3 separate regions of the Mus musculus genome follow, and regions 1 and 3 are each linked to region 2. The links are chromatin contacts, called in public HiChIP or PLAC-seq and promoter capture Hi-C maps. All regions are on one chromosome and are shown on one strand. The core of a region is the stretch at or near the end of the contact, and the rest is flanking DNA. Distances in the headings are between cores, read along the strand shown.

Evidence for each region. HiChIP or PLAC-seq counts read pairs in DNA pulled down with a chosen protein or histone mark. Capture Hi-C pulls out chosen DNA fragments and counts their contacts.
Region 1: an H3K27ac HiChIP or PLAC-seq map of double positive thymocytes shows a contact between it and region 2, with 8 times the contacts expected there. The contact joins the promoter of Ndel1 here to the promoter of Nup88 in region 2. A contact is called at or near these places in 1 of 484 Hi-C or Micro-C datasets (CD4 T cells), 1 of 115 datasets of contacts at active chromatin or transcription factors (double positive thymocytes) and 1 of 9 other capture datasets (adipose tissue).
Region 3: a contact with region 2 is called in a promoter capture Hi-C map of adipose tissue, with 4 times the contacts expected there. The contact joins the promoter of Ncbp3 here to the promoter of Nup88 in region 2. A contact is called at or near these places in 2 of 39 promoter capture datasets (hippocampal neurons and liver), 1 of 115 datasets of contacts at active chromatin or transcription factors (embryonic forebrain) and 2 of 9 other capture datasets (adipose tissue and liver).

The regions. Positions count from the first base shown.
Region 1 is chr11:68,851,364-68,855,301 of GRCm38.p6, forward strand. It overlaps Ndel1 (nudE neurodevelopment protein 1 like 1), which reads right to left and starts at 1,772. Exons shown (of 9, transcript NM_023668.3): 1 at 1,579-1,772.
Region 2 is chr11:70,967,105-70,971,511 of GRCm38.p6, forward strand. Nup88 (nucleoporin 88) reads right to left here and starts at 2,869. Exons shown (of 17, transcript NM_172394.3): 1 at 2,545-2,869; 2 at 744-913. The coding sequence starts at 2,847. It overlaps Rpain (RPA interacting protein), which reads left to right and starts at 3,095. Exons shown (of 7, transcript NM_027186.3): 1 at 3,095-3,483. The coding sequence starts at 3,403.
Region 3 is chr11:73,045,638-73,049,655 of GRCm38.p6, forward strand. It overlaps Ncbp3 (nuclear cap binding subunit 3), which reads left to right and starts at 2,230. Exons shown (of 13, transcript NM_025818.3): 1 at 2,230-2,445. The coding sequence starts at 2,263.

The sequences.
Region 1 (3,938 bases), core at 522-3,021, 2.1 Mb before region 2:
ACTCTGTACAGCACTAAGAAAATTAATTTTACATGACTATTAACATATATGCAGAATGAAATAGGCCTTATTTCTCTCCCTTATGAAGTGCCTAGAAAGTAATTTTAACTTAAGTCCTCAATCCTCAAGTCTATTTTAGCATGGTTTAAAATACGCATGAAAATAAATTTTGTTGGTCTCATAAAAGCATGTTCAGGTCTATTTTTTATTTCAAATGCTCTGGATCCAACTTCAATTCAATTCAAAACCAAGGCACTGCAGATTTAGCAACTTCTTCTAAGATTAAGTTTGTCTCTAACTGGAGCTAAAGGTTTTCTTTGTTCTTTATGTATTCCTACTCTAAGATTTTAACAACAATTCAGAAGAGATACCCCCAACTGGGTGTCCTTTGGTCTCTTTTGACTCCTTAACTTAATGATGAGCTTTGCCCTCTCAGCTTTCTGATTTGGCAGACATTACCCTACCTCTTAAGTGCAGTGAAAGCAACATAATTTTCAGACTAACAACCAGCCACTCATGAGCAAGCTTCAGGATAAGATTTTTCTAGTAACTGAGCTTTTGGGGGTTTTTTGTTTGTTGTTGTTGTTTGGTTTGGGGTTTTTTTGGTTTTTTTGGTCAATTTACTCGAAAATAAATAAGTCATCTAGTAACTTCTGGTATTATCTTTAACAAGTCCAATGTTCAGTCCTCTTTCCGGCTGAAGAAGTTAAAAAAAAAAAATCTCATGAAAACAGAAACCAGAACCCTGAGCTTAGAAAGGTAAATTGTAACCCAAGCTAAACTTCTCACCAGTTAGTGGAACCCAAATAAAAATCACTCAGTTGCCCCAACCTCCTGTACCTAGGTTCAATTTCCCCATCCAGCAAAAAGTGACTTACAGTATCCGTCGCAAGTACAAACAGCAAATGTTCTAAAATGTTTACAAACGCTACAGGAATGGGCCCGGGTAATGAAAAGGACCCTCACTCGCCTTAAACTTAAAAGTGTTAGTCACCTCATCGTTTCTCAGAGAAAAATAAGAAGCGAATCCAAGCAACCGGGGTCGGTTGGTTAGTGAGACTTTCCCCAACTCCAAAGAGGATGATTAGCAGTTCGGGGCAGGCAGTCACGAGACTGCCAGTCTCTGCCAACGCGGGCTGCTCCTGCTCTCGCCTCCCGCATCTGGGGCGCTGGGAAATCAAGATCCTGCCCGGCTCCTAACCACCCCGGCAGCTCCAGGGAATCAAGGATGGGTGGAGCGAGAAGCTGGGCGCGCCTCCGCCACCCCAACTGGGCCACTCCTCGAGCCGTCAGCGCCTCAGCCCCCGGTGCCACGTCCCGGCCTCCGTCCCTCCTCTGGAAGCCCGGGACTCGCTCTCCCGCAGGTGCCCCCGGTGGGCCACACCTCCGCCAGTAAGGAGGGGACAGTTAAAGCGGTTGGAACAGTTGTCTCGGTACGGGCCGCCCCAGAACCCAAGCCCGGCCTGGCCCAGCGGGCTGAGCCCCAGCCCGGCGGCGGTCAGGCAGGCTCCCCCGGGGCAGGCCTCGGCGCTGCCCGCCTGGCTCGAACCCCAGAGGCTGCGTCGCACGGGAGCTCACCGCCAATGTGTCAAAAGCGCATGTTCGCCGCCGCTCGGCCGACGTCTCTGCTCCGCTGGCCTGGCCAGGCCCGCCCAGCCGCTCAGCTCTGCTCCCTTCCGCAGCCCTGAGCTCCACTCCGCGTATCCCCGCACCGGGCTCCTCCCCGACACGTCAGGGGCTCCCTGGGTGTCGGAGGCCATTCTGTGACGCACGGGGGCGGAGTCAAGAGCATGCGCAGAAGCAGGCTGGCGTGCGGGGCGGAGCGGTGGGAGGCCAGAGTCACGTGGAGCCGACCTAGGCTTTGCGCGCTGACGTGAGATCTGCGACAGCGTCCTGCGCAGGCGCCGCCCCGGACCCCCGAAGGAGGTGGGTTTTTTAGCCCTGTGCTGTCTCCGGAAGCTGTGCTGCGCAGGAGAGTAGTTCCCTAGGCTAAAATGGGAAGCCAGTATAAAGCCAGTATAGAGTACTAGCTCACGAAGGAGACAGGAGAAATACACAACTGTCCTGGAACTAGAAACTTAAATTTAAAAAAGGCATTTGGGGAACAACTATAGGAACTTTAGCTGTCTCATGCTCAATGTAATTGTTATTTCAGTGCTGTTGGGATTGGTTTTGAAGTTTGAAGACAAAACAACATAGCATAAGACATATGCTGAGCCTAAGAAAGACAAGGTGAGCCCACGTATACGGTTGGGAAAGGTCAATATAAACAAAAAACGGTGCGAGATGGATTTTTAAGGAGAACCCAAACTGATGAGCAGAGGAAGATTACTGGGGTCTAGAGCGTCTTGAACTACACTATGAAGGATATAGGGTTTTTAAAAAGAGATTATGAGTTCACTGTGCGGTTTGTCGCGCCCGTAGTTGTACCAGTCACTGGGGTGCATTGCTTTGTCACAGTAACCCCACGTCACTCTCATTTACAAGTAAGAAATAGCAAGATGAAGTTCCCCAAGGTCACTCACCTACAGCGCAAATTCAAACTCAGAAGCTACACTGTTATCCACTACTACGCTGACAAGAAGGGAAACATAGGCTAGACCGTGGGGCTAAAGTGCCTTCCATACACTACTGTTAACCATCAACAACATTTGAAGCTGGAATCATTAGATCTATATTGTAACATAAGACTCAAAAAAAAAAAAAAAAAAGGTCTGCTTTACAGGCCAGTGGCCTGGAACAGCTTTGAAACTCAGTCTGGCTTCCCTACCTGAAACTCTGCTCAATCTAATCAGACTTAAGGCAGAGAAGTGATTAATGAAGGCTTTCCTATAGACCCGGTGCCAAGACAGGAACCGTCCCACCCAAACAGGAAAAGATAAAAAGGCCACAGCTTCTGTCCTGCCTCCTGGCTGAGGTGCTAAGAAACACACTGAGTCACCTAATGGCTGGCCAGGCCCTTCAGAAAACAGTGACATCATCTCCCAGGCTGCTGCCCCTCCCATTTGCTCTGCCCCTAGGACTGGCATCATCCCCTTCTTAATGAATGGGCTTAGCTTGGCAGAGCCCTCAGAAGCCAAAGGCCCTGCTCTGATCTTCGTTGGCCCAGAGGCTGGAATAGTACCCTAGAGTCAGCAAACTGCCCGACCTCCTTCCATTACACCAAATCCATGGGAAATAAATCAGTAAAGAAGATGACAGTCTCAAAAGGAAGCACAAGTTATAAAACTAGCATTGTAAGAGAAGAAAAGGTGAGAGCTGCTGTACCCTTCAAACTTTGTAAAGCATTCCAGGGCACTTCCCATAGGTTCCAGTACAAGGTCCTTTTTGGACTGACCCAGAAAGTTCAATGTAACAATCTCTGAGAACACGTGTAAATATCCCAACATCTTCTCTGCTACAAAATGCAAGAAACAGATCAAGTTCCACCCTTCCGATGGGTAAAGGGTGATCAGCTACTAAAAGAGAGATCTGGGTCCAAACTCCAGCTAGTGAGAATGCTGGACTTTGGCCCATCCCATACTCAAAAAAGGCAATTATTTTAGCTAAGGTTCTACTGCTGCAATGAAACACCATGACCGAAAAGCAAGTTGTTGAGGAAAGGGTTTATTCAGCTTCCACTTCCATATCACTGTTCAACACCAAAGGAAGTCAGGATAGGAACTCAAAACAGGGCAGGAACCTGGATGCTGCAGGTGATGCAGAGGCCATGGGGATTGGGGAGGGAGAGTACTGCTTACTGGCTTGCTTCCCATGGCTTGCTCAGCCTGCTCTCTTATAGAATCCAGGACCACCAGCCCAGGGATGAAAACAACCACAATCCTCCCCCATTGATCACTAATTAAAACATTCTTTACAGCTGGATCTCAGTTGAGGTTCCCTCCTTTCAGATAACTCTAGTTTGTGTGTCAAGGTGACATAAGACTAGCCAGCACAGT
Region 2 (4,407 bases), core at 1,619-4,118:
AGTGGATGCTCACAGTCAGCTATTGGATGGATCACAGGGCCCCCAATGGAGGAGCTAGAGAAAATACCCAAGGAGCTAAAGGGATCTGCAACCCTATAGGTGGAACAACATTATGAACTAACAAGTACCCCGGAGCTCTTGACTCTAGCTGCATATGTATCAAAAGATGGCCTAGTCGGCCATCACTGGAAAGAGAGGCCCATTGGACATGCAAACTTTATATGCCCCAGTACAGGGGAACACCAGGGCCAAAAAGTGGGAATGGGTGGGTAGGGGAGTTGGGGGGGAGGGTATGGGGGACTTTTGGGATAGCATCGGAAATGTAATTGAGGAAAATACCTAATTAAAAAAAATTTAAAATCCAAAAAAAAAATTAACACAGTATTCTTCAAAAATAACAGCAGGGACTGGGAAGGTGGCTCAGGAGTTTAGAGCACCTGCCGCTTTTGCAGAGGATCCAACATTGGCTCCTAGCAACCTCGTAGCAGCTAAACTCTAACTCCAGTTTAGGAGATTTGACACTCTCTTCTTGCTGTCCAGGCACACAAGCACTGCACTTACTAAATGAAGGCAAACCACTCATACATGTTTAAAAAAGAACGGACAACAATAGTACCACAGGAAGTCAGTGTGCAGGACCATACAAATGCTCAAATGTTTCAATAGTGGCCCCTAAATACATTTCAACCATTTTGGGTCTTAGCAACTTACACAGATAAATACTAAATGAAAATACAACTTACCTACAATTCACAGTTGCTTTTCCACCTTCAAATTCAGAGTCCTTCCCCCACCTCTGAGGTAATTCTAATGCCATAAGTCCTTTACTTCCGATAAGTGCTACATGATGTTGGGTTGGACTCAACAAGACTTGATGGATTTCAAACAAGGGTGGATTAATGCAGAGTAATCTCTGAAAGTAAAACCATTTAGTAAAAATAGTTAATTTTAATATAAATTTATTTCAGAGTTGCTTGAAACCATAATCACGTTTTAAATTTCTAAAGTTATAAATAGCATTCTGAGCATGTACTAACTGTGTCATTAGCTGATTATTCCCCAAGAAATAATCTCTAGGTTCTTGATAGATGACAACACCTAAAAGCACTTGCTGCCCTTGCAAAAGACCTGAGTTTGGTTCCCAGCACCCATATTCTTGGGGCTCATTCATATTCATATTCTCTCTCTCTCTCTCTCTCACCAAACACACACACAAACTGAAAATAAAAACCACAGGGCTACTCTTCCAGAGGACCTGGGTTCAATTCCCAGCCCCCGCACGGTGGCTCTGTAGCATCTGTGTGCACCAGGCACATAGATGTTATATGCAGCACTCATTTGCAGGAAAACATACATACCCAGAAAATTTAAAAACAAAAACTTAAAAAAAAAAAAAAAAAAAGGGAGAAATTACCCCTGATCTTGCGGCCAGGGAACAAAGGCATGTTTTCTGTAGTTCCACACCACAGCTCTGGGTAATACCACAGGTCTTAAACATTCTAAACTTTCCCTGACATAACCCAGTAGGCGCTACTTGAGATTTTTCTTCTGTGTTCCTGGCCTCAAGCAGACTCTTGATACCCAGTAAATACATAAACTCGGAAGTATCAACAGATTACCATCTTATAACTGTACTGTAGAGAAAGGAAGAGCTTCAGGCCAAGTGTAAAGGTTCACGCCTTTATTCCCAGCACCAGATAAGGTGCAGGTGGCTCTGTTTGAGCTCCAGGTCACCCAAGGTCACAGGTAAGGCCCTAGATTACCTTCAAGCGCCTTGCAGCAAGCAGTACTGCTTCATCTACGTGGACTTAATATAAAAGAGTGATAGTTTAAGGGAGTTTCAATAATTTGTCATAGCATCATATAGCCTCAAAAATACTCTCACCCTGGTACTTCCTATTTCTTTTCTCATGACCATTTTAGATTTCTAATTTCTTTTTATTATTCGTAAATAATGATGAGACCATCAATATATTATTTACCTTAGTATGGAGAATTATACTAAGCCAAAAATCCTTTTAAATAAGGATTTCTTTTGAATATAATAATATTTCTAATTGCTTTTAAATCTGTAGGCCCATGTCTTTAAATGCCTGTTGTAGAACTGGGCAGTGGCAGCACATGGCTTAATCCTAGCTCTGATCAGGATCCTCCAGATCTCTGTTAATGAGGTCAGCCTGCTCTACAGAGTGCGTTCCAGAACAACCAGGGCTGTTAACCCTGTCTCAACAAACCCCTCCACCCCCACCGAAGCAAATCACAGATATTACGGAGCTTGTGCATGCTCTAGGTTTATGTCAGGTGCTGGACACACACACAGGCCTAGCCTCTGTTTTGGTGTTTATAAATGACTTAGACCCGTAATCTCAACACTCAGAGACTGGGGCAGGAGTTCCTGGCTAGCCTGGGCTACATAGTGATTCCAGACCAGATTGAGCTACAAAGCGGGGTCATTCCACTCGAAGTGGGGCGTTCCCAAAAGACGCCAGCCCAGGTCCGCCAACGAACCAAAAGGCTGATTGCTTTCACGATGGACCGGCGCACCTGATACTGGGAGAGAGGAGGCTCCACGCCACCACCGCTGGGGCCTCGAAGGCGAACCACCAAGAAGGCGCTGCCTTCTGCGTCCCACAGAAACAGTTCCCCTCCGAGGCCGAAGACCAGGTTTCTCGTCGGCAAATGCGGCGGCAGAGACGGGCACGAGGGTGAAGTCGAAGCCGCTGGCTTCTCCGCTTCGGCTGGACTCTGGTTTCTTACGCCCTCGCGGAGCCGCAAGAACACGACGTGGTTAGGAAGCCAGCTCTGCCACAGCTCCCCATCGCCCAAGGGCCCCACGGCAGCCGCCATCTTGAACTAACAGCTCAGGATTGAGGGGCGGGAGGAAACGAAGCCCGCTGCTGTGCGTAGCCAATCCGCGGCCAGCACTTCACAGCTTCAGCCTATCAAAGTGTAGGAATCTCGAGAAGTTGGCCCAATAAGAAAGAATCGCTAGAGGATAGACAGGGCCGCGGGTTGAAGCCAAGGTGGGCGGGGCGGGGCGGGGCGGAGTGGAGTGTAAGGATCGCTTTGGGGCTGCTGCTGGGCCAGTGAGGGGGTAGCGTTAAGGATGAGAGATGTGTGTCTGATTGTCTACTGGACAACTTCCTCTGGGTAAACCCAGAACTTTCTCTCAAGATTCACCTCCCTCAGCCCGGGTGGTGTTTACTTCTCAACTGTCACTGCTTCATCTATCCTCGGATTCCCCTAAATCTGTCACTGTGAGGGGATAGAAACTAGATACAATTCCAAGAAAGCCCGGCGGCCTGAAGTACAGACAGACTGCGCCGAGACTACAACTTCCAGAATCCTTTGCGCGCGGCTAAGGGGCGGTGATTTGGGCGCTGTTTCCCGCTAAGGGAGGAGATGGCAGAGTCCTCGGGGTCTCCGCACCGCTTGTTGTACAAGCAGGTGGGCTCGCCCCACTGGAAAGAAACTTTCAGGCAGGTGAGTGTGAAGTTTGGGTTGTCATCACTTCCCTAATCTTCCCAAGGACCTCTGTCCTCGGTGTGCTCGCTTCAGCACTGGTTGTGGAGCAGGTGCCCGGTGTGCCTGGCCAGCGAGGTGGATCTCTTGCTATAGGATTGGGTCCCGGCCGCCGCCCGGGCTGTTGGCCGGCGTAGGTGTTATGCTATCCTAGGATTCGACTTTGTTTCATATTTTAAGAGTCATGACAGCAGTAGCAACACCACCACCTAACGTTCGGTTACAGAGGGAAGCACTCCGTATGTATACGTCACGTGAGATAGAAGTTATTTCTCTCCTGAAGAACATCAGACACGGTTAGGAGAGTTGAACTTAAGCTCCGCCTTCTTCCGAACTCAAGTAGTTCCTTCTAAGAAGCAGCTTATCTCCCTGTTCAGCAGTCTCAAAAGGGTGGGTGTATTCCAGAAGAACCACCCAGAAAAACAATCTTCATGCTGAACATGTTGTGTGGAGTAGTGTTTCTCAACAGTGAGTGCTGACGTTTCGAAGGAGAACGTTCTATTATGGGAGGTGGTTCTGTACAATGTAGAACACTTAGATGCAGCAGCCTTGGTCTCTCCACCTACTAAATGGCACCAGTCAGTAGCAGTTCTTCAAGCAGAGCTGTGACAACCACTTGGGAACAAAAACTGTCCCGAGTTGGGGGTGGAGAGATGGCTCAAGAGTCCTTATGTTTCAGTAGCAGACCCGATGGCTGTAACTCCAGTTCCAAGTGGTCTATTGCCATCTTCTGGCCCTGGTGTGCATCAGCACTGGTGTGGTGCACATAAACTCATACAGGCACACACATAGACACAGGAAAAAAAATTAAAAACCCATACCAGGGTTGTAAAGTACTATTTTACAAGAAGACCATTACTATAGCCATTTGTACAATTCCAGGAA
Region 3 (4,018 bases), core at 980-3,479, 2.1 Mb after region 2:
TTGCTCAGTCCCACAGGGCGAGCAGGCAAAGAAGAGTGAATCTTCCTTCTTCCAATGTCCTCATGTGAGCCTCCAGCAGATGTGGCCCAGATTAAAGGGGTGTATCACCACTGCTGGATCTGGGACTTGCTTGTCCTAGGCTGACCTTGAACTCGGAGATCTCCTTGTCTCAGTCTCCAGGGATTAAAAGCGTGTACTACCTCATCTGAGCCTAAGCTTCTCATGGTCACAATGACTCAAGATCTCCATGCCAAGATCCAGGTCAGAAACATGTGTCTCCCAGCCTCAAGATCTGATCACAGGTAAGCCTTCCAATCTGGACTGTAGTTCATTCCAGATATAGTCAGGTTGACAACCAGGAATAGTCACTTACAGTTAGGACCAAGTCAGGAGAAAGGTATAGGGCTGTCTGGTAGCAGCCTGGGAACTTAAGCGTTGACTGCCTGATAACCACCCCCTCCTGTGGGTGCCCCAAGGCCTCTTTGCACTGTAATTTCAAATCCCTCTGAATTGAATCCTCAAGCTGCAAGTCTCTTTAGGAGGTAGAGAGGCCTGTGTGGCTAAGTAATTAACTGCTTTTGTTTCTCCTACCTCCTACTCCACAGGCCTAGAAAGATAGTGTAATGGTGGGGTTCATGACTGTCACCCACAGCTGGCTATCCCAAACACAAACAGTTCTATAAAACACACACTAGGGAGCCAGGCATGGTGGTACATGCCTATAAGCCCATCACGCAGGAGGCAGAGGTAGGAGGATTAGGAGTTTAAGATCATTCTCAGCTACAAAGCAAGTAGTGGGCCAGCCAGTGCTACATAGCAAGACTCTGTCTCAAAACAAGAGGGCTGGGGTAAAGCTCACTGGTAAAGGGCTTTGTTAGCATGCTCAAGTCTCTGGGTTGCATTGTTAATACAGCAAAAGAAAAACGGAAGGAAAGAAAGGAAGGGGAACAGGAGAAAAGAAAATACAATCCATTGTTTTAACCCAATTTTGTACTTTGCATTGCAATCAATTGATGGTACCATTCTAAGGAATTCCATCTTGTTTGTCCCATGGTACAGACCCATTTCAAGAAAAGCTTGGATGTACAGTATCACCTCTTTTGGATCTTACAGCCGCACATAACTAGCTCATTCGGTCCTTATATTCTTCTGTGGAGGTGTGTCACTGTTCTATGTTCTGATGAAGGAACTGAGGTTCCGTGCCATGCCCAAAGTGACCTAGTGTATCTGAGTCTTGTGATTTTTTTTTCTGTTTTAGAATGATTTGCCTTTCTCTGAAAAGATTTTTAGGGGCTCAGATATATGGTCTTACCTATTCCTGGTTCAGATTGGGAGATAGGTCTAGAAAGGGCTAACTAAATATGACACAGGAGGAGACACAAAATCAGGACTCATGACAGACAAGAAGTCCCTTCTTCAAGTCTGAACAAGCCTTTCCTCTTTCCCAGCCAGACTCTTACTAGGAACATTTGCAGGAAATCTTGCTTGTGAGTCTCTGATGAGTAGAGCTCCCAGAAGTGACAAAATGGGTCTAAGCTCTGGTTCTGCCCTTTGGGTAGGTCACTGTGATCTTGAAGCACCCCTCTTCCCCTTTTAAGATAGGATCTTCTGTAGTTTAGGCTGGCCTCAAACTAGCAATTGCCCCTTGGTGTAATTGGGGGATAACCTTCAGCCCCTAGTCCTCCTGCCTCTATCTCCCAAGTGCTGGGAATACAATCGTGTACCATCCCTTTCCAGTTTAAATGTAGGCAGGGTTTTACCTTGGATCCCTGGATGGCCTGGAACTTAGAGATGTGCCTGCCTCTGACTCCTGACTGCTGGGATTATAGGCATGTAACCCCTACACTGGGCCCTAGTTTAAAATTTTGACCACATAATATGGCTCAATTACTGGAAGACTTGACAGAGCCAAAGCTTACTACGGAAATAACTTTGTAAACGCTCAGATTGCCTAGATGATAGATCGCGGTAACCGCTCAGCAGTTCTTAGAAGTATAGTCCTCAAAGTGCAGGTATTTTGGAACCTCAGACGACGCTCCACCTCCATCACTGCTTCGTCCCGCCCCCTACCCCGCGAAGTCCCGCCCCAAGCCGGCCCCAGGTTCCTAGGTCACCAAGGGGGCGCCAGAGATAAGGACAGCTTTCTGGTAGAAACAGACGACGCTCTAGGTGATAGCGGTGCTCCTCTGTGGTCATCGGCGACGGCGCTCTAGGCGGCGGGAGTGAGGGGCGGGCTTTCGGTGGTGCGGCCGGCTGGCAGCTATGGCGGCCGTCCGCGGCCTGCGAGTGTCTGTGAAGGCGGAGGCCCCCGCTGGGCCGGCTTTGGGGCTTCCGTCGCCCGAGGTGGAGTCCGGTTTGGAGCGTGGCGAGCCGGAGCCCATGGAAGTGGAAGAAGGCGAGCTGGAAATCGTGCCGGTGCGGCGCTCCCTAAAGGAACTGCTCCCGGTACGGGCGAGAGGGGCGGGGGCTGAGGAGGTCGCCGGGCGGGTGTCCCTGGAGAGTCAGGGAAGGTGGCGGACGGCGGCACTGGCGCAAGTCCGGGAACGCGGGAAAGGGGCGCGAGCGCCGAAAGGCGGGGGCCGCGCATGACCCGGAGAGCGCCAGAGAGAAAGGACGCCGGGGCGCCCGGAAATGGGTGCAGAGAGCGCTGGAGAGGCGGGGGATCTCGGAGAGAGTTGGGGACACCCCTCTCGCTGCCCCTCGGTGGCCCCGAACGGAATCAGCTGTGTTTGGTTGGAGATAAAAAGGAGCCGCGGGCGGGAACAGAACCTGAATCAGCCCTCAAAGAAAGTGTTAGGTGCCGCCGGCATCCAGGTCTCCTGGTGGGTCCTCCTTCCCCGGCCGAGTTGGTGTCACTTAAACCAGCTCTCTTCGCTTGGGAGGGCTAGACCTGTCAAACAGCAGACACTCGTGTGTTGGTATTGTGGATGAGGGTCCTCACGTCCCCGCACCTTCACTGCGTCTACTCTCGGTGGTCCCAGCTTCTGACACACAGTGACATTTGATCTTTCTTTAACCACAGTGGGTCTGAGGAGTGTTTTGCCTGTGGTTTGGTAGTCACATGCCCCTTCTTAAAGCTGGTCTGAGGCCTGGATAGCTCGGTTTTCACATACAACGTGAACTCCCTGCGCCCCCTCCTTTAATTACATGATAGCAGCTTGGTTTTACATTTGAAGTTATGAGTGAAGGCTAAGGTAGTGATGACAAATGACAATACCTTTGGTGACAACATCTATAGGTTATAGTGGATAGTGTATAGGTCAGGTGTTATCCATTCAGTCAGTTTAACATGTTTATATCACACACCTCTCTGTGTGCTGGTGTAATCCTAGGTGCTTAAGAGCGAACTCCCTCTTGGTGTTGCCCTAGTAGGGGAGACAAGTAAATAGTTCCCTTTTGTATTAAGTGCTACAAAAACAAACACACACACACACACACACACACACACACACACACACACACACCCTGTTAATAGGATAAAAAGCACAGTGGCCAGGAGGGATGTGAAGCAGTTGGTGTGTGTTGGGATGCACAGGAAAGTCCCTTGAGATAGTTAGATTCAACTTGAACCCCAAATGACAAAAAGGGGCCGACCATGTCAGTTGGAAGGGAGTAATTCCTAGCGGGGAGGACAGCAAGCTCAGAAGTCTTAGAGATGGAAACAGGATTGTTTTGTTGGAGAAATGTTGGATTGTCTTAAGCACGAGAACAGAAGTCAGAAAGACAGGTATTGTGGAGGAAAGCAAGGCCTGGAGATTGAATGCAGAGTCCAGGGTATCAGCTGCAGTCCTGAGACTTTAGTTCTGTTTTTATCCCCTCCTTTCTTCATTGTATTAGCCTGTATTTTTCCCAGAGATCCAGGACCTGAAGCATTCTCCTGGAGGCATTTGCGCCACCTAGTGGCCTTTCGTGGGAAATGTGTCCAGTCTGGTTTGGGGAGTTATGTGACTATCTCATTTTTGACATTTTTTTCACAAAAGACTTTAGATTTTCATTTATATAGATACCCTGAGTTGAC